Linked DNA regions of Mus musculus: regions 1, 3 and 4 are each linked to region 2. The links are chromatin contacts, called in public Hi-C, HiChIP or PLAC-seq and promoter capture Hi-C maps. All regions are on one chromosome and are shown on one strand. Each heading gives the region's core, a stretch centred on a gene start, on an enhancer-like site or on the middle of the called end of the contact. The rest is flanking DNA. Distances are from core to core; before and after follow the strand shown. Region 1 overlaps D430041D05Rik (RIKEN cDNA D430041D05 gene). Region 2 holds the start of D430041D05Rik (RIKEN cDNA D430041D05 gene). Region 3 overlaps D430041D05Rik (RIKEN cDNA D430041D05 gene). Region 4 overlaps Cstf3 (cleavage stimulation factor, 3' pre-RNA, subunit 3).

Evidence for each region. Promoter capture Hi-C pulls out the DNA fragments that hold promoters and counts their contacts. Hi-C and Micro-C count contacts between places; a contact is called where the count stands out from the background. HiChIP or PLAC-seq counts read pairs in DNA pulled down with a chosen protein or histone mark.
Region 1: a contact with region 2 is called in a Hi-C map of cerebellum, with 2.0 times the contacts expected there. The contact joins the enhancer-like site here to the promoter of D430041D05Rik in region 2. A contact is called at or near these places in 13 of 39 promoter capture datasets (the 3T3-L1 cell line, 3T3-L1-derived adipocytes, cranial neural crest and 7 more), 12 of 484 Hi-C or Micro-C datasets (the C2C12 cell line, CD4 T cells, the N1E-115 cell line and 8 more), 9 of 115 datasets of contacts at active chromatin or transcription factors (the SCID.adh cell line, SST interneurons, VIP interneurons and 6 more) and 3 of 9 other capture datasets (adipose tissue, embryonic stem cells and liver).
Region 3: a contact with region 2 is called in an H3K4me3 HiChIP or PLAC-seq map of forebrain, with 7 times the contacts expected there. The contact joins the enhancer-like site here to the promoter of D430041D05Rik in region 2. A contact is called at or near these places in 11 of 39 promoter capture datasets (the 3T3-L1 cell line, 3T3-L1-derived adipocytes, the HPC-7 cell line and 7 more), 5 of 484 Hi-C or Micro-C datasets (the G1E-ER4 cell line, cerebral cortex, cortical neurons and 2 more), 13 of 115 datasets of contacts at active chromatin or transcription factors (SST interneurons, T-cell acute lymphoblastic leukemia, VIP interneurons and 7 more) and 3 of 9 other capture datasets (adipose tissue, liver and pancreatic islet).
Region 4: a promoter capture Hi-C map of trophoblast stem cells shows a contact between it and region 2, with 2.3 times the contacts expected there. The contact joins the enhancer-like site here to the promoter of D430041D05Rik in region 2. A contact is called at or near these places in 2 of 39 promoter capture datasets (the C10 cell line and trophoblast stem cells), 1 of 484 Hi-C or Micro-C datasets (bone marrow-derived macrophages) and 1 of 9 other capture datasets (liver).

Annotation. Positions count from the first base shown.
Region 1 is chr2:104,249,301-104,256,666 of GRCm38.p6, reverse strand. D430041D05Rik (RIKEN cDNA D430041D05 gene) reads left to right here. Exons shown (of 21, transcript NM_001368844.1): 3 at 1,097-1,711; 4 at 3,960-4,075; 5 at 7,294-7,366. Among named protein-coding and RNA genes, the nearest start is that of Gm22501, 25 kb to the right of the region's middle. Within about 2 kb of position 4,881, at least 8 of the 459 cell types and tissues checked have an H3K27ac peak or open chromatin away from gene starts, as enhancers often do. A contact at or near this core is called in VIP interneurons, cerebellum, neural stem cells and 1 more, where this site is marked.
Region 2 is chr2:104,407,344-104,414,561 of GRCm38.p6, reverse strand. It overlaps D430041D05Rik (RIKEN cDNA D430041D05 gene), which reads left to right and starts at 3,951. Exons shown (of 21, transcript NM_001368844.1): 1 at 3,951-4,633. The coding sequence starts at 4,399. Gm35606 (a long non-coding RNA gene) reads right to left here and starts at 1,039. Exons shown (of 3, transcript XR_374847.4): 1 at 437-1,039; 2 at 54-148.
Region 3 is chr2:104,202,280-104,209,530 of GRCm38.p6, reverse strand. It overlaps D430041D05Rik (RIKEN cDNA D430041D05 gene), which reads left to right. Exons shown (of 21, transcript NM_001368844.1): 13 at 1,322-1,449; 14 at 4,291-4,472. Among named protein-coding and RNA genes, the nearest start is that of Gm22501, 22 kb to the left of the region's middle. Within about 2 kb of position 1,325, at least 77 of the 459 cell types and tissues checked have an H3K27ac peak or open chromatin away from gene starts, as enhancers often do. A contact at or near this core is called in the G1E-ER4 cell line, SST interneurons, cerebral cortex and 5 more, where this site is marked.
Region 4 is chr2:104,626,693-104,633,699 of GRCm38.p6, reverse strand. The region is part of intron 3 of Cstf3 (cleavage stimulation factor, 3' pre-RNA, subunit 3); the gene reads right to left. Among named protein-coding and RNA genes, the nearest start is that of Cstf3, 40 kb to the right of the region's middle. Within about 2 kb of position 3,594, at least 5 of the 459 cell types and tissues checked have an H3K27ac peak or open chromatin away from gene starts, as enhancers often do. A contact at or near this core is called in trophoblast stem cells, where this site is marked.

The sequences.
Region 1 (7,366 bases), core at 3,632-6,131, 160 kb after region 2:
AAACTGCATCCCTCGCCACACAATCGGGGATATCTGGCTCGCAGCAGCAAACGAATCATGATGTAAACACTCATACAATTAACTCCACACATCGGGAACTTCGTCCAGCTTCAGTGGCTCTTCCCGGTGGTACAACTTCAGCTGCCAATGCATTACAATCTCGGAATTTCAAAGAGATTGCTGGGCAGCTGGTGGCTGCAGACAGCTTTAACTTCCAGGACCCAGTCCTCAGTCCCAGGACCAGCCAGCCTCTCCAACCCTCAGAAGAGGCCGTAGTCGAAAGCCACACAGACTTCCCGCCCACAGGCAAGCATGCCAGAGACTTTGACACAGAAATGGTTCATTACTACTCCTCCACAAGTCAAAATCCTATGTCACAACTGCCCATCCGGCCGGCCCATCCTTTTTGGCCAACCTGGCCAAGTTTAGCTTCTGCGGCTAGCTTGCACCAAATGCTTTCAGATGGAACAGACGCAGGTTCACACATTTCCAGTGACATCTATCTATCACCAGGGGAAAATGGCTCCCCACAATTCCAGAGTGTCCTGGAATATCACTCATCTACAGCCTCACCTTCCGTACCAACCGGTGCCTTTTCCAGGACCCCTTCCAAAGTGCTGCGAACCTCCCGGCGTCCCAAGAAATGGACAGGTGCAGCCACTCACACAGGTAGTTTGTTTCCTGGTACCCAGAAAACAGGTATGACTGCTTTTTCGGCCAAAGCATCTTCAAGCTTCACACTGATGCTCAGCTTTGCTTTGAAGCAACCTGCCTCCCCTCGTTCAGTAGTGAGGTGCAGCTCCAGGCAGGCAGGCAGGCGCCGATCCATCCAGCCTACCTGATTTTTTTTTTTTTGAAAGTATTCAGAATATATGTCCTTGTTATCAACAACCATGGCTTTGCTGTAAGCGGCATTCTCGTTATGGCTGATTGACTTAATAAACCTAAAGCTGTTTCCCTGAGCTCTCCCCTCTGCAAGTCTGGAATGCAGAGACTTCTTACACTAGCAAGCTCATAAGCGACATTCCTTCATCATCAAGACTGTGGTGTGTGCATCCCGGTCCAGTGACAAACTTTTCCTTTTCTCTCTTTGCAGTGGAAACCTCTGTGTCCTCCAAAGGAGAACTGTCAGCAACTGCAGCAGCCACCGCCACCACCACATTGTTTCTGAGAAGATCAAGTCCAGCGCCACTGTCTGCAGCACTCACTGCTAAGGGCACTGGCAGCAGCAGCAGCAACTTAGCCAAGAGCAGTCTGACCACTGCTCTAGCTAAAAACGTCACCAACAAGGCAGCATCAGGCCCAAAGGTGACAGCAGGGACCATCCACACAGCCTTCCCATTCACACCAACCTACATGCTTGCCCGGACAGCACACAGCCTGAGCACACACACAGCCATGCAAGGGGCAACAGGCTCTGTGTCCGGCCTGTTGTCCACAACACACCTCCCCAAGAAGCCACAAGCCATGCACACTGGTCTCCCTAATCCTACCAGGCCAGACACACCCAGAGCATCCACGCCCCGTCCACTGACAATCACAGCTGCGCTGACGTCCATGACGGCATCAGTAAAGGCCACGAGGCTGCCATCTTTACAGACAGGAAACACAGATGCTGCTTTTCCGGCTGTGTCTACTGCAATGGCCACAACTGGCAGAATGGCATCCAACTTGGACTGTCAGATGTCCCACAAGTTCCTAGTGAAGACAGGTAAGAGGTCACTGTCTTATTGTTCTGCAGTCCTGACTTCAGAGATGTGATAGAAAGTGCCAAATCAGTGCTTGTCGATCAGGCACACTCTTGCCCGCCCTTTCCAAGAGGCACTTGGCTTTGCCATTATAGTTGTCACGCTTGGGGAGGGGAGTAGTACTTGGAACTTGTAGGCACTTAGAATTATGTTTAACATTCTCCAGTGCTCAGTAATGACTGTCTGCAGCTGGGGACAACGCTCAGTTGCTAAAGTGCTTAACACAAGGAGCCAAGGTAACCTCTTTGAGTCCGTGTTTTTCAAAAGCTTGGTATGATAGTTTATAATCCCAGAGCTGGGGGAGAGGAGAAACAGGCAGACCCCTGGGCCTCACTGTCCAGTCAATCTAGCCTACTTGATGAGCTGCAGTGAAAGACCCTCTCTCAAAAACAAGGTGGGTAGTACCTGAGGGATAACCTGGACTTGTCCTCTGGTCTCCACATGCAAAGACATACATAGAACACAACTGAATACATACATGCACCTGCACTCAGTTGAGTGTGTGATGTACATGCACACTCACGTGCCACATGGATGCACACGCACACACATGAGGTGGGAAGGCAGAAACAGACTAATCCATATGTCAAGGTTGAGAGACCTCAACTCTTAGTTTCAGAGGAGGGAACATTAGATGACATGGATTCTAATCTCAGGATTGGTTCTGACGTCAGAGGTGCCCAGGAAAACCCCAAGTACTCCAGTGGGTCAGGGAATGTCAGAATGCAGCGTGCTTGGTGAAGTACACCAGGGATGTCTCACATGAATAAACAATGTGATTCATTTAACACAAAGTCTTGGGAAGTCCTACACCATTCAGAAAGACTTTCCTAATCGACAGAGGCCAAGTAGACAGTTAAGACACAGGAGGAAGCCAGAATTTCTTTTGATGTCAGGTAATTTCTTTGGGGCTGGTGATACTGGAGCCATGAGCAAAGTGGGGTTGCTCTCTCCTTTGCCCCACTCCCCGGCTGCAGCAAGCCTAGCAGGCATAGCGTGCTTCCAGTAGTGTAGCAGTATTTTCTATAAAAAGCATTAGACAAATTATTTGAAAGAGCACGCCAGTGTTGAGTGCTCACGTCCTGCCTTCCTCCTCGACCCACAAAGAAAGAAAGGAAATTATATCTCGAGACATATCTTATTCTAAAATGGGAAATCGTGAAGCTAGGCGCAGCAGAGAATACAGTATCTCTTTCAGTTTCTCAAAATTATGCCATCTGGGTTTTATCCTCCACTCCCCTCTCCAGATCCTTACCTTCTCCCAGTCCCGCTCCATTCAGAAACACCCTCCGGGCTCCTCTTCCCTGCCCCGGCACTAGCCTTGGCGGACCATGGTGACCAGACACCAGCTCTTCCCACTCTCACTACTGAATATCCCTTTGCTCCATCACCCCCCCACTGCCACCTGCCTAGTGCCTGCTGTCACCATCATTTACTTGAAATTTCTGCAACCCTATACACATATCTGTCTTCATACCTGTCTTCTTCAATCTGTTTGCCAGCCTGTAGTCCAGAGAATCTTCTAGAATGCATTCCTTTGTTTTAAATCCCTTATTTTCCATCTCCCTTAGAACCAAACTAAACACGTACACTGACAAGGTTCACCTCCTCCCCACCCCCATGCCTCTCCTGGATCTGGGAGTGTGTGGGGAGGGGTCACAGTCTCCCCCACCCTAGCCTAGCTGACTGCTGCCGCCCTTGGAAACACCAATCCTCATGGAAACCTTCCTGTATCCAAAAGCCCTGACACAACTCTGTTGTTCTCATAGCGACTATTAAATTCTGTCACTGGTGCCGTTTGCATCCCCCACCTGTGAAGTGGACCTGACCTCTCCCTTCTGGACCCAGGGTTGATTAGAGCTGTAGAATCCAGCTCAGGGACCATCCATCTCTAAGCACATTGTCAACAGATGCTGTTACAGAAATGTGGTTGCACGCTGACTCACTGGGGACCAGGCATATAGGGGCTGGTCCTCAAGGACCGAGGCAGCATGGTTTAGAAATGGACTGCCATCAGCAAACCAGCTCTTTGGCATTAGAATGCCATATATGGCTTGGGCCTTAATTAGGACCAATAGTCACTTCTCCCAGCCTGTCACCTGATTGGGTGACCTTTGCTTATTCAGCTGTGCTCTGGATTTGACGGACATAGAGGCTGGGGGGCTGCTTGTTTATTATGCGGTTCATTCTTGCTTCTGTTTCACTCCACAGTTTTCTTCCTAACTCAGAGGAGAATACAGAGCAGCGAGTCCTTGAAGCTTGGGGTAACCAAAGGGCTCACACAGGCATTGCGGAAGGCTTTCCACCAGAACGACGTCTCCGCTCACGTAAGTGCCTTGCTTTCTAAATGCAGTTTTGTTCAAGCAGCTCTTGGGTCCAGAGTGGGAGTAGATGTCTTCCTCCTTGGTAGATGCCACACCCACACTTGCCAAAAGTGGAATATTTTTGTCATTTTGGCTGGTAGCTAACATCTTGTGGCTGGAGAAGGTCATCTCAAGATGAAAACCTGAGACTAATTACCTTATATTGCTTTGATACGTTAAAACAATGTCCCACTGTTACATCGTTTGAGGAATATTTATTATCCTCTAGAAGGTGCCCATCACTGTTTTCCTTTTGTTTTCTCTTTATTGCCTGAATAAATACTGTTTACGTCTAGACATGTAGCAGGTATAATAAAGCCTAGGAGACATTTGCGTGTTTATAATCCCAGAACATGAGAGGCTGAGACAGGGGGAATGGACCCAAGTTTGTGGCTACCTTGGGCTACAGACTAAGTAAGATTCTGTCTCAAAAGTTCAACCCTGAAATCATTTGTACTACTAACAACAACAACAACAAAAGCCCAAATTGCTCAGATCTGTAAGAAGAGTTCCACTTTGTTTGGTGTGCCAGCAGCAGACAGGGAAGTAAACATTTTTCCCTCCAAACACTTTCATGCCAAGTTCTGCCTAATAACTGCTGGCTGGTTTCAATGGCACAGCCAAGTAACGGAGGCATTGTTTTTCAGTCTTTTGGGTTCATCCCAAGTAAATGCAACTGGCAGTCAGCGAACTCCCTTTTGTTCCACTTAAACATATCATCTGGCTTCCTCTTTCGATGGTCTGGGTGACAGCTGCACTCAGGATAGGGGTCCCACCCCACCCGTCACACAGAGGACCAGGGATGAGGTTTTGGCACATCCTCTATTGGTCATTGTCAGTCTCTCTTTTAGGATTCTAAAAAAAGAAATTGAGAGGAAGAAGGAAGGGTGAGAAGGAGGGGAAAGCACTCTTCACTGTGTGATCCCTGCGCTGGGGACATCAACATTTTTAATTCAAAAGTTAACCATGTAACTGCTTCCCTTCATCTGCCTGCTATGGTCTCCACTGACCCGCAGCCATTTTCCAATGACCCCTGTAGCTTTGGCTTTTCTGCACATAATTACGGACCACTGCAACAGCCACGAATCCTTAAACATACTTGGTGCACTTTGTAAACTTAGCACGTTTCTTTTGATACTTTTATGGTAGCACAATGCAATTAATACACGACAATTAATTAGTAAATCAGGATCATTTGCCATTAGTAAGTGGTAGTGGCAAAAATAGCCTGCTAAGTTCCAGTGAGCTGCTGCTGCTGCTGCTGCTGCTGCTGCTGCTGCCTGCACAAGGCCAGGAGGCAGGCCTTGGCATCCCCTCTGTTCAGTTACTGGTTGATGTTTTTGTTCATGTTTTAAAGACATGCAAGGGTTAGAAGTATATTAAAAGCAAATAGTCTATGGACCAAGGCTTGTGCTTTGAAGTAATTAAAAGGGCTGGAAAGTTCCCAGCTTGCTCACTGGGTGGGTTGTTGTTCTTTGGGGCCATGTTCCTGTGCCATCTTGAAGCTCCCTGGTTAGTCATTTTAAGAGAAGAGCCAGTGGAGAACATACGTTGGAAGGACCAAATTGCACCTCCCATGTAGCAAAAGCAGTTTTCTTGGCTTCTTTGAAAACTTTTTGTGACCTGGGGCCTTGTGCGTGTTGGAGAAATGGTCTTCCCCTAGCCTGTCTCCCCAGTCCTACAGGACACTGATACAGCTGCAGGGATCAGGGGAGCATGCAAAGGTTAAAATAGCTTCACATAAGAATACGGTTTCACAGCATGAAGTCCATGAGAGACAGAGGTGGTGCTGGGCATAGTCATGACCTGTGTATTGGTTAGTGTAAAGCATGGTTTAGATGGTAGACTGTATGTAATCTGGGTTTTATAACCATGAATAACAGAAGGGAGGCTGGGGATCCACTTAGATGGGTAGAGCTTTTTGTCTACCATACACAGAGCCCTAGGTTCCAGCCATGAACACACACATGTACAAACACCCATACTCACACTCACACACACACACATGCATATACACATGCATACAAACAAGCCATACAAACTCCACATGCATGCACACACAAACGCCCACAGGCATGCACAGACACAAATGCAACCCACTTGAGCATAGAAATGAAGAGATTACAAAGCAGCATCTACTCTGCATACATACATCTGTATGAATATGCATGTATATTTCTTTACATGTATATAGATATATATACACAAAATATGTGTTCCTGGGTAAAGATGATTGAAAGAAGATATACCTTGCAGGTGGTAATGGATAATACCTGAGGCAACTGTCATTCTGTTTTCAAAACTCTTAATTTTATGGTAAACATCACACTCAATTTATTAAAAAAAACAAAACCCACGTTTAAAACTGTAAATACGACTATCCACTGGGAGAGAGAGGGCTCAGACCATGAATGTTCATTAAGATTTGCCTGTGAGAGAGCCCTCTGATTCATCCCCACCTAGGCCTTGAACCAGTAGCTAAGTCAGGGATGGAGCCAAGTCTGAAGGCCTCCTCTCTGCTACAAGGGGAGGACTCCACTTGAGTTATTTGTGGCCCATCCCCAGAAGGTACCTACCTCACTTATCATCTCTGCCTTCTGACTCCCAGGAGTGGGGAGATGTAACATTTTCCAACCAGCACTCTGTCCCTTAGTCATCCCTTCTGCCTGCTGTCCCCTCTCTGACTTGGATGATAGTACTCATTGGATTATATTCAAAACACTCTGGTCCACTCATGGCAAATCCTCTTGGTCCATCCACATAGTCTCCACGCCTTCTCTCTTCCTTTCCTTCATCACTCTTCCTCCCTCCCCTCCCCTCCCTCCCACCCCTTCTCTCTTTCTCTCTCTCTCTCTCTCCCCCCTGACAAGTCATGTTCTAATTTACTCCCTGCCCAGCTATCTCATCACATTATTGACCAACCAGAGGTGATGGAAAACAATCTTCACATATAAATCAGCGTCAGAATGAATGCACAGTCCCCCAACATGAGTTTTATCTTCTTGTGTTGTGATACTTTGGAACTCACACGTGCACCTCATGGGGTCGTTAGGATATTTGTTCAATGGGAACGTCTAGTCTTCCTAAGTAACAGCTGTGGCTCTGAGAACGCAGAGAAGAACCTAAAATACTGTGGAAATAAACAACGAGTTCTCGGTGGGGGGTGTCCATTTGTTTTGTAGGTGGACATTCTGGAATATTCTCATAATGTCACAGTTGGCTATTATGCTACCAAAGGGAGGCTGGTGTATTTGC
Region 2 (7,218 bases), core at 2,702-5,201:
CAAGGGTGGAGACAGGGCTTAGCTCACTGCAGACACCAGAATTTAGAACTCACCTGGCTGTAGGCAGGAGGGCAGGCAGGCAGGCAGGCAGGCAGGCAGGCAGGCAGGCGTAGCTTCTAAAATGGGAGGGCATGCTGGTGGGAAATAACTTTGGGAGCAACAGCTGTGCATTACAAAATGAGGCCTGGGAGGTGTGTGCCCCAGAATAATGGCAGAAAACTCAGCCCAGGGCCTGAAATCACTACTGAGAGATGACTCTCCTGCCCATTTAATGAAAAATGAAAAGATTCTTGAAATGACACCCGTCCCTTTAAACAATAAACAACCCTGAAGGAAGTCCCAAAGCCTCAGGTTAGAATATTTAAATACAAGAGTTTATGGTTTAAGAGGGCTGCGATTATCATATAAGATATAATAAGATTGATTGAGCACTTACTGTGTGTCAAGTGCACGTCTAAATGATTGGCATGTATCAACTCAGTCCTTAAAGCAATCCCATGTGGGAGCTACTTGGATCGCTTCGGTTTTATAAATGGGGTTTACAGAGACATGGTTTTTCTTAGTCCTAGCTAGTTGAGGGCCCATGTTAAATGCAAGTCTACACAAGAGTTGGTTTGTCTATTAACCAAACAATGACTCAGAAATGCCATGGCAACCTATATCTGTAGCTCTGCCCTGGAAATGGAGGCAGGAGAATTGCTCTGAGTTGAGGCCACCCTAGGTTGCATGACACTGTGTATTGTAAGTCAGTCTGGGCTATGCAGTAAGACCCTGTCTCATTAAACCCACTCACCTGTAAGCTTCACAAGATTTCCGCTTCTGCAGAAACAGGCCTCCCCTTTACTGGCTAAGGTCTGGATCCTGGCACCTCAGGCTCTTGGCATCTGCTCCACTGAGGTTCCCCTGCCCTAAAGCAGGGTCTTTAAAGCATTCTTTTCCCCAAGACCCCACTGTGTTGAGCACACTAGATACCTTCCCTTTCCTGCCATGATGCTGCAACCTTTTTTGACTTCCTGGCCATTTGCTGCGCCTGAAAAACTTCCACTTTAGGTGTTCTTACATCTTTTCCCTATTGCAGGCGGAAATATCCCGTGTTTCCATGGGGGATGGGGTGATCTGCTCATACCTCTGTTCCCATGGGGACGGGTGATGCTCACAGATCTTCATCGCATGCTTACCATGTTCTAACGTGGTCACTGTGCACCTGCTTTGCTTACTGGACTGTGAGCTTCTTGAGGGATGTGATGGTATCTGGTCTCAAGTCCAGCCTGTGGGGGGACAGAGCCTCTCTAACCTAACAACCAGAGACTGAAAAGCAATCTGTGTCATGTCTAAGTCTGGCAAGAAATAGCACAGAGAGAATCCCACTTACAAGGCAGAATATGAGTATCTCCACCCTCTGGCAGAGGAGCCCGTGTTTCCTCTTTTAACTGTCATGGAGAATGTGGCTGAGTCTTGTGTCTCTTGTTTTATATCCTGTCCTCTTTCCATTTGGATTTTTTATGTCTTGGGCCAGCAAGTGTGGCTTTTTTGTCTTAATCCAACCCATCTCACAGCTGGCTGCAGCTGTGGCTAGAAAGGTTGGTGTTCTACCTTGCCATCCCCTCGTTGGTGTCCTTAGCTCCTCTGAGAGTCATGCAGGTGGGTGCCCCTGAGGGTGAGTCACCTTCCCTTTCTTCCCTTCTTCCTTTCTTTAAGGAAAAATCCAGATGTATCCAGAACCTCCCACGAGTAGTCCTGAATGTCCCTTCCTCCTCCTGTCCCATTTCTCCATGTACTGTGTTGTTGAATGAGCATGTTGACTTTTGCAAGCCCTCCCTCCTGCCTCCCTCCCCACCCCTACTGGGCACACGTGGTCTTTGTGTCTGTCAGTCAGAACGTGCCTAGACTTTGGGCCGTCATCCCAGTCCCCATTTCCTTCTCAGGGATCACCATTTGCCATTCCTCCCCCCAACCTCCTCAGGGCAGGGTTTCTCTGTGTAGCCTTGGCTGTCCTGGAACTCATTCTGAAGACCAGGCTGGCCTTGAACTCAGGGATCTGCCTGTCTCTTCCTGAGTGCTGGGATTTAAGGAATGTACAACCACTGCCCTGACTTGTAAGTTTCTTAAAACAACTCCAAACGGTACGGTACATTTAACGAAAGGGCAAGGGTCAGTCACAACCCCCCAGGGAAGGATGAATACCCCTCATCCAAAATGCTTTGGGGCCAGAAAGGCTGCACATTTCAGAGTCATCTGGGTCTGGGGATACCTGTGTATGAGTGTGTCTGATCTGAAAATTTGAAGTCATTCAGAGTTCACGTCCCCAGGTCTTAATTATTGCTTTATTCATTTAGAGTATGGAGATAAAGATTAAAAGACAACTCTCAGGAGCTGTTTTTGTCTTACCATGTAGGTAGGTCCCAGGGACCAAGCTCAGATTGCCGGTCTTGGTAGCAGGTGGCCTCGCTCCATGAACTGTCTCACCAGCCCTGGGACTTTTTTGAGTGCTGATATGGCACAGAGGTGTTTCATATTTTTTTGAGCATTTCTGATTTTAAGAACCCACACTACTGCAGTTCAGATCTGAAATGCACGATAAGACACACCTGCTCTCTGAAGTTAGCGTGTGCAAATACATCTCCTGCTTTGCAGTCTAACTGCCGTCCTGCGGACACAGGTGAGGGGGAGACAAGCCTTCTCCAGAACCATGGGCCATCGTGGTATGTGTGTGTGTGTAATAGAGAGAGAGAGAGAGAGAGAGAGAGAGAGAGAGAGAGAGAGAGAGAGAGAGAGACAGAGACAGAGACAGAGACAGAGACAGAGAGAGACACACACAGAGAGAGAGGATGAATGAGAGAGCAGCTTCCATTTCTCAGCATCCCCCTGCTTGCTGTGCTGGGCCTGGAACACACCAGGCCAGGCCGGCCTCAGAGGTTTGACCTCACGGATCTCTTTAGATTGTTTCTTCAGCTTGCCTTGTTCCTTGACCTCCTTCTGGTCTTCTCCCACATGTCACCTTCTCAGTGAAGCCTCTTTACCTCCTGTTTACTGCTGCAATACCTCCATCTCCACTTTCCAGCATTTTACCTTACCATTTTCTCTGAGGCTTTTTAAGCACTGTCTGGTAGTCAATTTATTACCTACAGAGATTATGTTTGTGGCTCCTGTCCAAGTGTCTGGAATAGGGCCCGGCATATAACAGGGCCAGGTCAGTGCAAATGCTTTTCCCTGACACAGTCGCTGGCAAGCAATGGGTGCTGCTGGGTTTGCTGCTATCCTGTGGACAACTTATTGACTGAAGGGAGTTTGAAGCACCTGCGAACTAGATAGCCTGCTCAAGGGTACAGATGCAGAACAAGGGTAAGGGCAGAAGGACAACTCAGCTGACTCTGCCCTTTCATCCTACTAGAGAGAGACTGACTAGTCAGCTCTCTTATTTGGGAAAGACTTTTTGGAAATGCCTGTAGTTGTCCCAAAGCTCAATGCACTGCCTCTCTCATAGTATGGCTGCAACAAATGTTTATAACGTGTTTTATTTACTTCAGTGTTTCATTGCAAATAGGGCACAACAGCTCTAGTTCTTTGGGGGTAAATTTGGCAGGCAGGTGTCTGCCAGCCCCCCAGAGTAGCAGTGAACAACCTGCACCAAGCTCTTCCGCTCATCCTCGGAAAGCTTTTCCAAGATGCAGGTTGAGCACCTAGCTTTCTCAGCACGTTGACCGTCGACCGTGAAGGTATCTAGGTGTCCAGTCCCTTCTCCGGTCAGAGGGCTATCCCAGCCTACCTTTCCTTCTCACGATCTGGGAACCCTGGGCGGAGGAAAGTCCCCCTCAACGAGGACCTCGCCAGCGCAGGGCAGGGTTCAGCCCCGCGCGCGGGAGCTGGGGGCGCGCGGTGGTTTCGCGCGGGGATGCGCGCGCGCGCCTGCCTCGCCTCCCTTGCCCGCTCCTGTGCTACGTGCTTTCTTTGTCAATGAGGCGCCGCTCGGAGCTGCAGTAGCTTTCGCGGCTGGAGCCAGAGCCTAGCGATCCAGTGAACCGACAGAGATAGAGACCTGGGCGCAGGGGCGGCGGCGGGCGGCACGCTGCACGAGCTAGGTCCGCGGGTCTCCGTGTCTCGCAGCCTCGCGCTCGAGGTGTAGCATCCGGCCCTGGGGAGGGGACCGGGGCGCCGCCCGTCCCACCCTCGCCGCACCGTGGGAACCCCCATGCAACCCCGGTACCCGCGCGCCTGAAGCCGCGGCTCCATTGAGCCCGCCTCCCACCGAGGCAGGACGAGCGAGCAGCTCGCACCTCCTGCCTCCCTCCGACTCCCGGGCCATGGCCCGAGATGCCCGGTGAGGAGCGGTGCGCGGAGGGCTGGGCTCACCGGCGCGGTGTGGAACGAGGCAGCGGCCTGGATGTATGAACAGTCCCTATGGCTCTGCAGGAGGCGAAGCCCCAGGGCCCGAGCGAAGCTGAGCCGGCAGCGCGGGAGCCCAGGGACCGGCTCCGGGAGCAAGGGCTCTGCGGGGCGGGCGGGATCGCCGCGCGTTGCCAGGGCGTGAGAAGCTCCGAGGCCCGCCGGTCCGAGGATGTGCTGCTGCGGCGGCCGCTGCTGCTGGGACTCTTGCTGCTGGCTGCCCTCTCCGGGCACTGCTGGGCCGACTCCGGTAAGCGCTTGGCAGCGGCTCTCCGCCCGCGGCGGGGTCTGGAGCCGCTTAACCGCGTGGTGGTGGGTGGTGGGCTCTTTGCAGCACCGCCAGGCTTTTATTTGCCCTTAGCAGTTGCACCAGCGGGCGAACTGTCAGAAATCTGTCTCTTGAGAAGGCATCGTGGGCGGTGAAGAAAGAGGCACGTTTTTATCTTTAATTTTTCCTCCCTGGACAAGTTGTAAATGCTTCCTGGTGGTCCCACAAACACGCTTCCTTTAGCTAGACATGGCGTAGTTAGGATAGCATAAAAGAGACCTGTTCAGTGGGATGTTGTGGATGTTTTGGGCTTCCCGTTGCTAGTATTCACTTTGTCTTAAGTGCAAGGAATGACCTGAGAGTTTGAAGCAATTTCTGTGTCAAAATAGCGTTCCCCCGTTGCTCATAACAGGTTCCCCTCCCTTCCTTTTGGGAATGAGGTACTTAAAATAATTGATTGCATTTTGCAAAAGGTTCAGGCATTGATCAAATGTATACCTATTTTTTACAAGAGGCTCGTTGAAGAAGAGTCACTCTTGGTGCTCAGACCACCAACGATCCTTCAGAAACAGATTTCTGTACTTCCGCGGACGATTTTGTGGATCTGTTGTAACTATTTGGGCAGAATTATTCTGCAGAAGTGCTTTGAAACTTACACTGCGCGGCCAGCCATGGTCTTTGAAATAAGAATGATTGCTATGACTCCCGTGAAGGGCAAGCTTCTGTGTTTGTGGTGGAATTCTAGATTATAGATACATTCAGCCTAACAAATGCAAACCTCTCATTTTAGGTAACTGGTTTCTGTAGTGCTGCAGCTTTTAGTGAGGACCAAGGAGAACCGCCCCTCGCCCTCCAACACGTGTCTATGTATGGCCTTTCCCCATATCAGATTGGAAGTCCCAGTTTTGAAGGAGCTTATACCAGTTTTAAATTACGTATTCTGGTGGGCTATATCTATATAACTGTTTAATTTAAAGCCATTTCCCTTTGATTCACTTAAAAGTCACTGACAAGGAGTCTGTGTGTCCAGGAATTTCTGTTGTGATTCTTTCTTGTAGTTCCAAAATTCAGTAGTTGACCTTCTAGGGACTCCGACCCTCTGGCTTTATATATGTGACACAATGTTGAGAGAAGTCATGAAGAAGGCATAAGGAAGCCCCTTAGTGACCACCGGCTGAGAACCACAGAGGTTTTGGTTAGCACTCACCCAATTCTTGATAGTTCTGTAAACCGTTTGAGAGCTTTTATGCCTTGAATGTTGCTCATTTGCTCGCAGAGACTGAGAACTGTTCAGCCATCTGTGACGTGAAATTTAGCTTTCCTGTATTGCCCCATTCAGGCCCATGCCAGCCGATTTTTTTTGACAGGGTTTTGGATTTCTGATCTCCCTTCCAACCTTTGTATTTGGCTCCTTCTCAACCTCTGAGTCTTTGCTTGGCTCATCTTTCAGTCAGCCAGAACCTTCTCTAGGGGACTTGTCATCTTCATCTTTTGCTCTTAGTCTGCCCCCCCCCTCCGCTTTTTTCTTGAAGTATACTGGTCCCGAGACATAGCCTAGGATAGGCAATCAGAATGAAAGTGGGTGTCATTCAAACATCTGTTCTCTGAGGCCTGTTATTTCCCCCCTTCTCATTAGAGTTGGTTTCTCTGTGCTATTGGGGTGCCTTTTCTACTGTCACCTTCAATGCTCAGTTTTCCATGGACAAGACCACCTGTGGCTCCACTGCCTGCCTCTGAGCTTTGCAGCATCCTGTGGCTTTACCACGGATTCCATTTTTATGACTGGCTTCTTGGTGGCAGAGTGAACACTGGGCATCCAGTCTGACCCTTATCACTTCTTTCATATGCTCTCTGATTTCAGCGTCTTTGCAGCCTAGGAGAGGCCTGGGCCTCATACAGGACATCTCGAGAAGTTTGTGGGAGAAAGCACTGTCTGGAGGGAAATGGAAGGCTAGGTGACTCTTGCTGGGGACATTCGACTTTCCTCCTTGTCTGGAGCTTGCTCTGATGGGCAGCTGCAGCTCCGTGCTGTTCTCTGCAGCCTGTGTCTGATGCAGAGTTATCTGAGAGGCTGAGCCAGTGACCTGTCACATTCTGCTTGAAGTCCTGACTGCTTCCAAGCCTGTCATTTACATCACTATGCTTCTTGATTTTTAACAAGGCTAAATCAAGCATCTGCCTTCGTTGGAAAAATGGGCAAAAATAGGTTTGTTTCTAGAAAATACTTCCCGGATTCCTAGCACCTTGGTGGCAGGGCCTTTACAGTGTGTTCTAAGCTGGTTCCACCACCACGCTCCTTGTCCCTTTGCCTGAATCATCATGGGAAGTCTGCAGTCACACTTAGTGCTCTCTTGAAGGCACCCTCTCCCGACTGTGTCCCATGGAACCCCTGCTCACAGGCTTCTGTCACTTCTGTTCTAGGAAAGAAGTTTCTGAAGGGCGATGCCTCTCATTCTCTCCTGCCATCTGGGTTCCAGGCAACAATGGCAGAGTGCAAATCTGTCATCCTACCTTTCCTAACTCCCTCCCCGTTTAACTGACATCTGCAAACGTCTAATGTATCGGCT
Region 3 (7,251 bases), core at 76-2,575, 200 kb after region 2:
CTCTGTGTGTTCCCCCCTCCCCGACCCCCAGCAGCATACAGTGATCAAATAGCTGTTGGGTACATAATTATATATGTAATAAATGTGCATTCAATCAATTAGTGTCTGATCCACATTTCCCACCTACATACAGTCTTTGTAGTACTAACGTGGTAAAATGTTAACGATTTCTCAGTCATGTTAGTTGGGAGATGCTGTGTTAAGTGAAACAAAACATGGCAGAATTGACCAGAGCCTCTGCCACCTCAGTTAGAGGCATCCAAAGAAGGATGCAGTGAACATTTCCCAAGCCCTGACAGGAAGGTCAGCCTTTTCACTATTTACCCCAAGGTGGGCTGAGGGGGAGCACACCTCCAGAGGCAGCAGTCAGGAGCCCATTTTCCCAGAGTCCTAGAGGTGACAGTCCAGCCCTGAAGAAGGAATGAAGGCCCTGTGATCTGCTCCTATCTGAGGCTGCTGCCTGAGACATATAGGAGGGTCTGAGGTGAGGGTGACTTGTTGCCACCTTGCTTAGTCCTGGAAACTACTCTCGGCCTCCATGACTTTCACATCTCTCACTTTCTGACCAAGGCGAGCCATCTCCAAATCAGCCACCATTATTACGACCAGTGACAACATTTGAAGGCACTCAACACAGTCTCTGGGACCTAGAGGGTCCCCCAGATGTTTGGTCTCAGATGTCAATAGTTTCGTATGATGCTTTGCCCAGAAAAAGGCAACAAAAATATTTTTCCTGGAGGGATGTACAGCTCAAATTAGCTTATATTTCAAAATATAAGCAATGACTAGTCAGGAGTGTGCAGGTGTGCAGCTCTGAGAGCGTGAAGATCCCGTGGTGAGGAGATGGAATCTGTAGCCGTCACGTAGGTCAGTGCTGTGGTGAATAGGCAAAGAGTTGTGTGCTTTTTATGCGTGACTGAAGATGCTCATGTGACCAAAATACTCAGCATCCAGAGAGCTGTGTGAAGGGAAGGAACACTACACAGACAGAGTCACTGCTATTTCCAAAGTCATTGAGGTGATGGATTAATGAAACAAGAGATGCAACTGCAGGCTGGGCTCACTGAACTTGTCCAGAGAGCTCAGAACAGTGAATGTACTTGAGAACAACCAGCCAGGCGCCTCACCTGGGAGGGAAGAGTGTGTGGGTGAGTGCGACTGTAGGTGGCTTTTGTTTCTTTTGTCTCCTGGATCATTTCTTCTTTGCCACTGAAACTGGAATGAAAGGCTACAGACATAAACTGTGCAAATAAAATAACCTTGAGAGGAGGCTGCTCTACTCGAAACTTACTGTCTACCCTGTTGCTATGGTTACCTCCAGCAGGTCGCCCAGTGAGAATGGCTCTGTCATCAGCAACGAATCAGGAAAGCCCAGCTCAGGGAGGCGCTCACCCCAGAATGGAATGACACAGCAGAAAGTGACAAAGGAGGAGTCCAGAAAGAGAAACGGTGAGACGCTGCCCCATCTAGTACCTTCCCTGCCTCTCCTGTGTAAGCACGCACATGCTTGCACACATACACGCACGTACACTCAGTGTGCGTCCATCCCAGGTGTCTCTATTCTGCCCTGTGAGTCCTGGAGTCTTTTGTGAACTTTGAGTGATTGCTGCATCCTTCTCCATGAATTGGTCTCACCTCCTCGACCCCCTATTTATAAGGAAGTTATTGACAGGGGAAAATTTGTTTTGGAAAAAAGTGATGTTTGCTTAGAGCCTTTTCTAATTCTTGGGTGAAATGACATGATTTTCAACACCAAGTCCAACAAACTGACAGATTTCCAAAATCCCTATCTTGGAGGTTTTCCCCCAACTTCCTTCCCTTAACCCCTTAACAAGTTTCAGGGGTTCATTGTGTACTGGTGAGTCTGACTAACAAGTTTGTTATTTAAAAAAACCAACAACACTAACAACAAAAAATGTATTATACTAAAACAGCAAATCAGCCCTGTTGGGTGTGGTTTTGTGTCCAGCTGTAATTTCAGCTGCTTAGAAGCCTGAAGCAGAAGGACCCAAAGTCTGAGGCTGACCTGTACAACTTAGTGAGACCCTACTTCAAAATTACACAGCACAGTGGTGGAATGCTTGCATCTCCCTAGGTTCAGCCCCCACTATCCCCTAATTAATTAGTGAAAAATTCAGTGTATGACTGATTCTCCTGGGATACTTAAATGTTTCATCTCACTCATGAAATAAGAGTTAAATAAGAACATTGTTAATACAACGTTGGATTGGAGGATGGAACAAGGGAAGGACGAAATCAACAGTGGAATTGTGGAGAAAACAGAAGTGCACCTTTCATCATCTGACAGGCTACAAAAAGAGCTGAATGCTTTGTATGCAAATATGGCCCCTGTGGACTATTCAGATACTACCGCCTAGTGGTCTAGTGTCCAGTCTAGAGCTGGGGTAACTAGGGTTAATTAGTAAATGTTAGTGTACAGACCATTCTTGTTTTCCACCAGGCTTTCTGCATCTGTGGCTTCTGACTCTTGTTCTCTGGTGAATATGAACTTATAAAGTAAGGAAAGCACAATGCTTTACCAGCAAAATGGCTGGTGTGGGTCTTTGTGGTTCCATGGCTTCACTAATTAGCCTAGCTGTGAGATAATTCTAGAGCCCACTTCATGTAGTTATTTAAATAGAGTGAAAAAGTTGGGTGTAATAGGTAGGATGTTGAATGGAAAAACAACAAAACCAGCTTGATATCAGGTGTGGTGGTGTCTCATGCCTATAATCCCAGCACTTGAGAAACTGAGGCAGAAGATTGCCGTATGCTCAAGGATACCTGTCCAATAAATAAATAAAAATCGACAAATAGGATGTCTTTCTTAACAAGTACAGGTACTTGAACTTCTAAGCCAATGCATTATTATCTCTAGGAAAGGGGGATTGCTTGCATGAGTGTGAGGGGTTTCTTACAGGAACAGAAATGACTCTCAGACAGCTCATCACCAAAGTCCACCCCAGCACGGGTGACAGCTCACAAAAGCAGGAGAGCTGGAGCACACAGCACAGCCTACAGGAAGCTCCACAGGTTGGAGTGTGGAGACCTGACACCATGGAAATGAAAGCCATGGAAGGCTTTTGCAGTAGTTGACCAGGAAGTAGGTGATGAAGGTGGCCAAGTATATAAGATGCAGTAAAACTGTCCTCTAAAAATACATATGCATGTGGTGACATTTCTGATAGAGATTTTCCTCTGTCATTGGCTGCTTTGGTGACCTTGTATTTGCAAACCAGTCCATGAAACTTAAAAAAAAAATTCATCTATGAATTTTTACTTACTCCTGGTCTGTAAGTTGTTCTAGATACATTATAAAATAAGTACTTCCTTGATTTAATTTGACAGATCTTCTGTGATTATAAATGACAGCGAGATCTACACACCAGGTTTCTCAATAATTTAAATAACACCCCAGGTCCCTTGAGCAGGTAGGAGGAAAGATGGACGCACTTCAGTTACATTCATATTTTATGTAACACCTATTTTGCTTCCAAACTGCCTCCTAGTTCAGTTGCTTAAGCAGGCCTAATTTATCTTGCTGAGCCCGTTCAATAAGCTGTCCTTCTTCTATCTACTTCATGAGAATACGATTTAAAAACAAGTAACTCAGCTAGATATGACTGGACTTGAAGCCCCTTCTGTCAGCTTAGTTATGGAATCACAAAGCCAACTTGTGTCTTGCAGCCGGCACGGCAGAATGCTCTGTCAGATGGGAGAATTAATTTACCAGCACGTAGGAGGCAATGAGTCCGTGTAATTAGAGGAGTTGTCTGTGGCTGTGAGTTAGTTCTCTGGTGGTGGTTATTTCATAGCTTTCTGTTGTTATAGACAAGTAAAAGAATGAAAAACCTAAGTCGTTTGAGAAACAGCCTTGGGGCAGGGAGGGGGGAGGAAGAGTGCGAGAGCATATAACCACAGCAGTACATGTGGCTAATTGACCTGGGCAAACTTGTCACTTAAAATCGTGCAAAATGTGGCCGCTTTATCAGCAGAGACTGGACTAAATGCTGTTGTTCTGGCTGTGGGCAGACTTAATAGATGCAGGTTTGGCCAAATTCACTTTTCTCATTTATTTAAACAGAGAATGAATTTACTTTTTATTGTTTTCAACTGTGTCTTGCCCCTGTTTTGAAAGAATTGTTTTCTTCTGTTTAACTGCAACCTTTAAAATTCTTCCCTACTTACTGATACTATAATAACTAGATAACTCTGCATTTAGAGATCCCTCATATCTCAATCTTGTAGCTCCCTACGTATTAAACCCCACGTGTTTGTGCCTGGCTTTAGTGACAGCGAGCGATGAAGAGGAGGGAGCAGGTCTCTTTGACAGCGCTGGCAAGGCGGCAGCAGATCCCTTTGACACCTCTTCTGGATCTGTGCAGCTCATCGCTATCAAACCATCAGCTCTGCCCGTAGTGCACCCTGCCTCCGACAGGGGACAGGAGTCCTCAGCAGCGCTCAATGGCGAGGTAAGCACCCATGGCCTGGGTGGAGAGTCTAGCTGGACCACAGGGATTCAATGATCCCTCGGCAGGCTGAGTACAGCTCATGTCCAGTGGCCTCCATTTGTACCTCTGCACACGCCAGGTCTCAGTGATGGAAAATCCACGTCATCTAGAGAGTTTTCACAGCATCTTCCCACCTACAATGACCTCCTTTCTCCCCAACCTATCATGAGTGTAGCCTGCAGCCTTTCTATACTGCACTCCCGCACACTTCGACTTCCATTAGGATCCATGTTGTCGGGGTAATAAGAGGAGGGTGAACTGAGAGGAGAGGAGTGAACTGTCACTCGGGCAAGGAGCTGGCCACTAGAGACTCTGAAATGACATTGATTTCTGTGAGCAAGCTTGAAATAGCCCCCTGCTTGCTTTCTAGGTGGTGTCAATGTCAGTCAACTTCCCCGGGAGATGGCTGAGTTGGTAAAGTACTCGCCATGAAAGCCTGGGATGGCCCCGTGTAAGGTGAAGCACGCCAGCGTGCATCTGTGATTTCAGTACTGCGCAGACAGACAGACGGATCCCAGGGCTCATTGGGCAACCAGTCTAGTTGACTTAAAAAAAAAAATCTGCCACATCCGTGAGAGATTTTATCAAAGAAAATTAGAGATAATAGACCGTTGATCAGTAGGTAAGAGAGAAGAGCGTTATCTCAGACAAAAAACAGGAGATGGGGTTGAAAATGCCATCCCTCCATCTTGCCAAATGTTCACATGGGGCCACTGTGAGTATTGACATTGAAGATGTATGCACACAGAGTGAGGCCACTGTGCACATTGACATTGCACATGTATACACATACAGTGGGGCCACTGTGCACATTGGCATTGCACATGTGTGCACACACAGTTTCTCTGGTGTTAAAGCACTGGGTTAATTGTTCATTTCCTTTCTGCTGTTGTTGCCTGAAGAAGGTGGGAGATTTGCAAGGTCTAAAGCCTTTCTCACTGCACCTCAAAGGACCTGCTGCAACCCTGTACAGCCGGGCCTCACAAATGCATGCCAAGGGCTTCTTCCCCGCACCGGGTGTTGCGATCATAAAAAGATAAATAGATATAAGGAGATATGCTCTATGGGGGTGTGGGGGAGGTATGGGGGAAGGGTGTGCCTCAGCGGGCCCATGCCAAGGCATCCCTTCCCCCTGAGGGACCAGCCACACAACGGTATAGTATAGAATAGAGTTTATTCAGGGCATAGGAAGGGGAGTTAAGAGAAAGACAGAAGGAGAGAGTGGAGAAGTAGAGGCCAGCCATGATCATGTGGAGAGAGGGGGAAAGGGAATGGAGAGAGAGAGGGAGCAAGCAGAAAGCAAGAGTGAGAGACAAGAGAGAGGGGAGGGGACAAGCAGCCACTTTTATAGTGGACCAGGCCTACCTGGCTGTTGTTGTGGGGGTGGAGTCCAGACAGAATACCAACACCTGGGATACTTATGACAGTGTAGTGTGCGCCTGCTGCAGGAAGGGCATTTTTTTTTTCTGAGCGTGAACTGGCCTTAAACCATGATGGGCTGAGGCTCGGTTACATACATGGGCAACACCTTCTATTTCAACTTCTTTACTTTTAGTCAGAGAAACTAGTCTGAAGGGTGAGGCGCTGGCTCAAGGTCGTGCTGACGGCTGGAAGTCAGATGCTCTGACTCTGCCTGGTACTCCTTTCCTCTCTTCACTCCCATCCCAGCCTTCATGAGAAATGGTGCTGTGCTTAGAAAGTACGGCCTCGAAAAATGTGTCGCCAGAGTTGGACGTCAGCTTATCCACTCGCAGTCTCTGTGTCTTAGTCAAGCGAGTAGAGTCCCTCTACCCACACAATGGACCACTACACGTAAAGCCCTTAGCACAATGACTGGCCCATAAACACCTCACCATCACTGCTACCATATCGTTTTTATTATTGTTGGTTCATCAGTGAGAAAGAAGTCACTGGTCACAATGTGTCCTTTCTGCCCCTTAGCTCTGTAATCTTTCCTGAGGCACAGTTCTATGTCCCCTCCCCCTAGCCTCTGAAGTTGGTGCTAATGCACTGTCAACTGCCTTTGATTAGGACTGTCTGCCTGGTTAAGGCTCTCACTGTGGCCACCGTACCTGGGTCTCTTTGTCCCAGCCTTTGTATGATATGAGCACCATACAAACAGACTCTGAAATTAGGACAGATCCCTTTTCCTCCAGGGCCAGCTCCCTGTCACGTGGGGAGAGCACTCAGTCAGAGATGGATCTTTGCTACATTTGGGCAGTTAAAGAAATGGGCCTTGCTGACACTCAGCTGGGAAAGAGCCCTGACCTGTTCCCTCTATAAACTGCTGTCTCTCCAAGCTTGACATAGACTGCCTTAAAATTCCCCTCCTTCTATTCGAGATGGCTGATTTAAATGTAACTGAGAAAAGCATAACCCAAGGCCATGATGCCATAAATTTCTCCTTTATGAATTACAGGGATTTCTTTTTAAAGGTGATTTTAAAGAAAACAAAGAACATTCAGCCACATACAACAATCTTGACCTCTCCTCTCTCTTCCTCTCCCTCTCTCCCTTTTCCTCTCACCCTCCCTCTCCCTCTCTCCCTCCCTCTCCCTCTCTCCATCCCTCTCCCTCTCTCTCTCTCTCCCTCTCCCCCTCCCTCTCCCGCTCCCTCTCTCCCTCCTTCTCCCTCTCTCCCTCTTTCTCCCTCTCTCCCTCCTTCTCCCTCTCTCTCTCTTCCTCTCTCTCCCTCTCCCTCTCTCTCTCCCTCTCCCCTCCCTCTCCCGTTCCCTCTCTC
Region 4 (7,007 bases), core at 2,345-4,844, 220 kb before region 2:
GGAGAAGTAGAGGCAGGAAGATCAGAAGTTCAGGGTCATTTTTGGCTACAGAACAAGTTTGAAGCCAGCCTATGCTACACAAAATGATGTCTCAAATAAGCACACTTAAAAAAAAAAAAAAAGACTACCCAGATATGCTGATGCACATTTGCATCTCAGCTACTTGAGAGGATGAAGCAAGAGGATCATTTGAGCTTAGAAGACTGAGACCAGCCTGGAAAACATGGTAGCCCTGACAAGATAGCAAAACAAACAAAGAAAAACCACATGAAGAATGGAAATATATTCATATAATAGTAAATGGAAAACTTAAATGTCAAAGCACTCAAGAGGCTGTTTTAAAAATAACACACCAAGTAGTTGATGTGTATGCATGTATAAGAGTGCAAGAGACAATGGTACAAAATGAATATAAGAGAACTGTAGAACAAACTGCATACTTGGAAGGCTGAGACAATTTCTCTGTCACATGTTTTATTTTTCTAATATTTTATTTCCAGATAAATTTTATAATAATCAAGGGAGTTAGGTTGGCTTTGGTCAAAGTGATTTCCAACAGTTCTCTTCAACTATCATAGTCATTTTTCTATGCATAGAAACATCCTCACCATAAGCCTACTTTTAAATGCTCTCAGATTACCCATGCTAACAAAGTCAAATAACTGTCAAGTATACAGATTTCACCCAAACTCAAAGCTTGGGCCTAAACCTAATTTTGTCCTAACTTAAGAGGGCATCAGCAATACTTATCATTGAACATTTATGTTCAGCTTTATTTAGCTAACAAAACAGAGTAGTTTGTCATCATCAACCCAATTATTACCCTTCAAAGCATAATCAACCTTCAGTGTTTACTTTTTAGAAACAGTGTCTTACTAACTGGTATCATAGGATGGCCTTGAGCTCAAAATTATCTTGCCTCTGCCTCCTCAGTGCTAGGATTACATGTTTGCCATGTTTTATGACTTGTGCATGCTTATTAAGAACTTAACTGGGAAAAAAAAAGAAGAAAAGCAAAACAAAAAAACAAAAACCAAACAACAACAAAAAAGAACTAGGGGCTGGAGAGATGGCTCAGAGGCTAAGAGCACTGACTGCTCTTCCAGAGGTCCTGAGTTCAATACCCAGCAACCACATGGTGACTCATAACCATCTGTCATGATATCTGATGCCCTCTTCTGATGTGTCTGAAGACAGTGACAGTGTACTCACATACATAAAATAAATCTTTAAATGAAAAAAAAAGAACTTAACCAAGCTGAGCTTTCTCCAGACTTTACATTCTTCTACTTTTAAAAGCAACTTTCCCACTCAAGAACTTAGCAATCACCAAAGACCTGCAACTATGAAATAAACCTTACAAATATTAAAAATCTTAACAGTATATCCATACTCTAAAATATTCCATGTTTTTTTAAAATCAATACTGCTACTTGAACACTCTTAAGTAAACAGTTGAATCATGATCCAACACCCATCCTCTCAATCTATGCACCTAGTTTTCTGATTTTATTATAGGGATAACTAAATTACAAATACCTTTAAATGCTCATCAAATAACGTAATCATCTTCAGTGCCAATGTTATACATTCAGTCCCATTCCTTGTACCCAAAATACGTATTAGCTATTTTTTAAAAAACATTCCAAAGTATCATAATATAGCCCAGTTTGAAAGATCTTACCAGCCATCTTTGATAGTGAAGTACAAATTATAAAAGGTAGGCTTAAAGAAACATTGTGAATGTATAAAAGTACTGAAAAGCTGTATTTGATTCACACACACACACACCCTGCCCCCAGGGTCTCACTATGTAGTTCTGGCTGGCTTTTGTTTTGTTTTTGAGATAGGGTTTCTCTGTGGAGTCCTGGCTATTCTGGAACTATATCTGTAGACCAGGCTGGCCTGAAACTCAAGAGATCCACCTGCCTTTGCCTCCTGAGTACTGGGATTAAAGGTGTGTACTCGTCTGGCCTGAAGCTCTTTTTTTTTTTTTTTTAATTTATTTATTTTATGTAAGTACACTGTAGCTGTCTTCAGACATTCCAGAAGAGGGAGTCAGAGCTCTAATTACAGATGGTCCTGAGCCACCATGTGGTTGGTGTGATTTGAACTCTGGACCTTCGGAAGAGCAGTCGGGTGCTCTTACCCACTGAGCCATCTCACCAGCCCTGGTCTGAAGCTCTTATGAAAGCCAGGCTGGCCTCTGAATCCTGAGTGCTGGGTAAAGGCATGTACTACCACATCCAGCTGTTTCTAATGAAGCAAAACACTGGAAATAATGAATGTATAAAACTGGTTAATTAGCATTCACCTGAAACAGACAGCAGTATGAACTGTACAAGTGAATTTTTAAATATACAAAAGTATGCTACCATGTCTACAGCTTAACTGGGAAACAGTATTTTCCAGCATGTGAGGCCCTGCGTTCAGTTCCCAGCACCAGAAAAATACTCTGCCATGGGAAAAATAAAAGCTGCCAAAAAAGCATTAAGAAGTGGGGTATAGAGACTAATTCAGCATTTAAGAGCATTTGCTGTTCTTCCAGGTTCCATATTAGGTGGCACAAAACTGGATTTCATCCCAGCTCTGGGGAATCTAATATCTTCTTCTGGTCTCTGTGGCTGCATGCATGCATGTACACATACAGACAGAAATAAAAACCCTTAAAAATTTATTTTATGTATATGAATATTTTATCTGCACACACACACACAAACACACACACACACACACACACACACACACACACATTGTTGGATGCCCTGGAACTGGGGTTATAGATGGTTGTGAGCCACCATGGGTGCTGGGAAATGACCTTTGGTCCTCTGCAAGAGCAACACGTGCTCTTAACCACTTAGCCATCTCTCTAGCCTAATATTAATAATAATACTTTAAAAAGTATCAAGATTTTATAGGCCTAGAAGTTAGAGTGATTAGGTTAAAGGCTAAAGGTAGCTAGGTAGTGGCTCAGACCTGGATGATGAATTCATTTAGTACAGTCTGGGATAGACATGAAATCCTTGTCTAAAAAAAGGAAAGAGATAGACGGATAAAAAGACAGACACATAGGTGCGAAATAGTTTTTCTTTTAACAATTAGAACAGGTTCAGCTTTTCCTCCCATCTTCCTTTTACTTGGTACCATTCATAATGTCTGCTTTTTAAATAAACTATAGTAATGATCCCTGAAAGTATAATCTTATGTTTGCCTTTTAAAATTAGTCTTTTGATCCTACAATTACTTATCCATGTACTAGCTTCAGGAATAAGTGTGAATGAAAGTCTGTGATGGTCAACGTCTGTCCACTAACTCATCCAAGGATATTCTGCTCACTCATCAGAAAACAAATGATTCAAGATCATTCTCTTTTTCCTTCTGATTCCGGGTCTTATTTTGTAGGTTTGGCTGGCCTTGAACTCAAGAGATCTAGCTGCTTCCTGAGTGCTATGATTAAAACATGTACACACACAGCTCAATGTAATTATAGAGATACCATGAATACCAGGGAAATGGCTCAGCAGGTAAAAGCCCCGACCACAAAAGCCTAGCAATACAAGTTTAAACCTAGAACTCATACACGCCAGTGACACACACTTGTAATTCTATACTGGGACAGTGCTAGGAGAGGTGGGGACAGGAGAATCCACCTGAAGGTAGTAGGCCAGCCAGCCTGAAGCGTGCAGCAGCACAGCTGCAGGAACAAAGTGGATGGGAAGAACTCCAAGTCATCTTTTGACCCCCACACAAACCCCTTTAGGATTTCTTAAGTTTTCTTGTAGCTCCCACAACAGTGTATGACAGTACTAAGTCAATATAGTTAAAACTCTACCAGCTGTCTGCATACCCATACATGCGAACATTCATATTTATGCAATATGGCCAAAATTACTTATAAAATACAATATCTTGTTTTGTTTTTTTTGAGACAGGGTTTGAACTCACCAACATATGGCAGCCTCTACAAGGATTAAAAGCATAGGTCACAGGACTGGAGAGACGGCTCAATGGTTAAGAGCAGTGGCTATTCTTGCAGAGCACAAGAGTTCAATTCCTAACACCCACATGGCAGCTCACAATCGTCTGTAATCCAGTTCCAAGTGATTTGACACCCTCACACAGATATACATGCAGGAAAAACATCAACGCACACAAAACAAAAATAAATAAATAATTTAAAAGGAAGCATATGTTAGCATGCATAGTCATAAACTACTGTCTTAAGTACATCAGGAAATGTAAAAATGTATAAATTTCTAAAAGTTCATTATAAGGTCTTTAATTCTTAAGACAGTAGCTTTAAAAACTCTCTTCAATTTGTTTTACTTGTACATGCGTGCAGACATGCCACATGTTAATGTATGGAAGTTGAGAGGACAACTTGCAGGTATCAGTTCTTTCCTTTCACCACGTGGACCCCATGGATTGAACTCAGTTGTCAGGGTTGGTTGAAGGTATCTTTTTAACTGTTGAGCTATACTACAAGTTTGCATAATGGAGTCTTACATCTAGTAGGTTTCCATGATTTAGATATTTACATGAGTATAATAAAAGTCAATTCCATTACTCATTCATTCTACTGAATAGAAACGGTTTTTAGTTCTAGAAACATCTCTTAGCCATAAAAAGGAGAAATTAGAGACTGAAAGTGGAATATAACTAAAAAACTTTCCTTATAAGAAAAACAAAGACAAAAAAAGGAAATGTAAACTTTTTTGTGAATCCAAAATGGATCTGATGATCAAATTATCATAATAAAAATAACAGAAAAATAAATTGCATAGTATTGAATTGAGTACCAGCAGCTCTTTCTCAGTCATTACCTAATCCTGATGAGGCCAGGGGAATACGTACAAAACCATTTCTCTGACCCTTCCCTATACTCCACTGTCCTACCACAATATGTATACAAAGTATAAAATCTAGAGACAAATATTGTACAGGTAAGATTTTCATTGTATAGGGTGGGTTATATTTTTGGAAAACCAGATTCTATTACTTAGCATTTGATTACCAATAGAAAAACAAGAATTGAAATGTTTAATGTTAGTAAGCAAAATATAACTTTTGTATATAATAGTTATTTCAAAAGATCTCTAATTACTGAAAGATTTCATCATGATTTTAATGTCGATCATTTTCCATAAAATGACCCAAGTCTCACAAGAAGTCAAAGTCTTTCTCACAAACTTTCTTTTTTGGAGGGAGGGAGGAGATCAAGAACAATTACATTCCGGATTTTAAAATTCAAGGCAAACAAGCTGTAAACTTTGGCAACTGTGAAGAAAAGTCCATGCCATGTCAGTTAAGCATGGAGGTCAGGGGCACAGCTGATAAAGAGCCACGTGCAAGAGGAAAGAAACTTTCCCAAAGAGAAGGGTACCCAAAGTGTTAGGGAAAGCATATTTAGGCACTGGCCAGCATCAAAAAAAAGAAAAGAAAGTTATAAACAACCAGCAGAGACAGGTACTTTAAAAACTATACTAAAGTATTTCACAGGAACACTGAAATCTTCTCATGTCTGGTGTTGAATTGTAAAAATATAAAAATCTTAAAAGGTAATAATAAAATGATCATAAGTTGGTCAGATGTCTCAGCAGACAAAGCACCTGCCACACAAGCCTAACTGCAAATTCAATTCCGGCAGCAACTTAAGGGTAGCAGAGATCTGACTCCATAAAGTTGACCTATGATCTCCAAACTCTCCACATGTGTAGTCGGTGTGTGCGCACACACAAACAAACAATAGTAACAATTAAAACATAAATAAATAAATAAATAAATAAATAAATGAATAAGAAAGACCTTTAGGGGTTTGACCAACAACATAAAAAGTATAAAACATCTAGCTGAAAAATACTTATGTCAATAAGTATGCTTAAGTCCCATATTGATCCCTCCCACAACTGACATGAGAAAAACAAGCAAAGGCAATACATATGAAAACACACTGATGATTAGAATACTGCCAGAGCATTTGAACTTCTAAGCAAAGCCTCCAGGACATGCCTGCAAAGTTAGGACCTGGGAAGTAGGAGGAAGAATGATTACCAGGAGTCTATGGTCACCCTCTGCCTAAATAAGTTCTAGGCCAGCTTGAATTGCATGAGACCATTTGAACCCTCTGCACCCTCCACTTCCAAAAAACCCTCAAAATCTCTAATAAAGTTGTACTAAAGTTGAAAATTTCCTTTGACTAACCCAATGCTTGTGCAAATATGGGGGAAAAGATGACCAAATGAACTAAGATAAACTGGCTATCAGAGAAAGAAATTGAAAGGACTCTCAACATACAAAAATATGTTCAATCTTCTTTATAAGAGAAAATGTAAATGAAAACTTCCCTGAAATGACCTTTAATTTACCAGATATATTTTGACAATTTCATTATGTGAAATAATTTATTACCCCAAAGTACTGGAAAAGTTAAAAGGTGTAATAACACATTGTCTAAAAATTACTTAAGAAACTGGGTGCTGTCAAAGATTATCAGTTGTACTAGAATTTTAAACTTTAACAGCCTGAATGGAGAACCATTTGGACTTGAGAAATTTCGAACAAATCTTCTAGAGCCTTTGATAGAATATTTCTATTTCTAGGAATTAGAAAAAAATGTGTATAAATGTTTTGCGCAGATCTGTTTGTGCCACTGTACTGAGTGCAGCCTGAAGCATTTCCCTTGTTGGGTGAGTGTGCTCTTGAAGCAGTACAAGCCTGAAGCCAAAAAAGGATGTCAAACCTTTTGGAAATAGGGTTAGAGATGGCTGTTAGCCACCATATAAATGTTGGCTATCAAACTCACATCCTCTACAAGTGCAGCCAAATGTTCTTAACAAACTGAGCCATTGCTCTAGTCCCACACTTCTGGGAATTTAATCTATATTCATACAACTGGAGGTGAAATGTATTACTCACTGGAGTAAAACCTGCAGTAAAGCAAGTTGGGGAAGCACTTCAACACTTTCATGCACAGGAGAAAAATACCTAAGACAGTATATTGTGTGCTA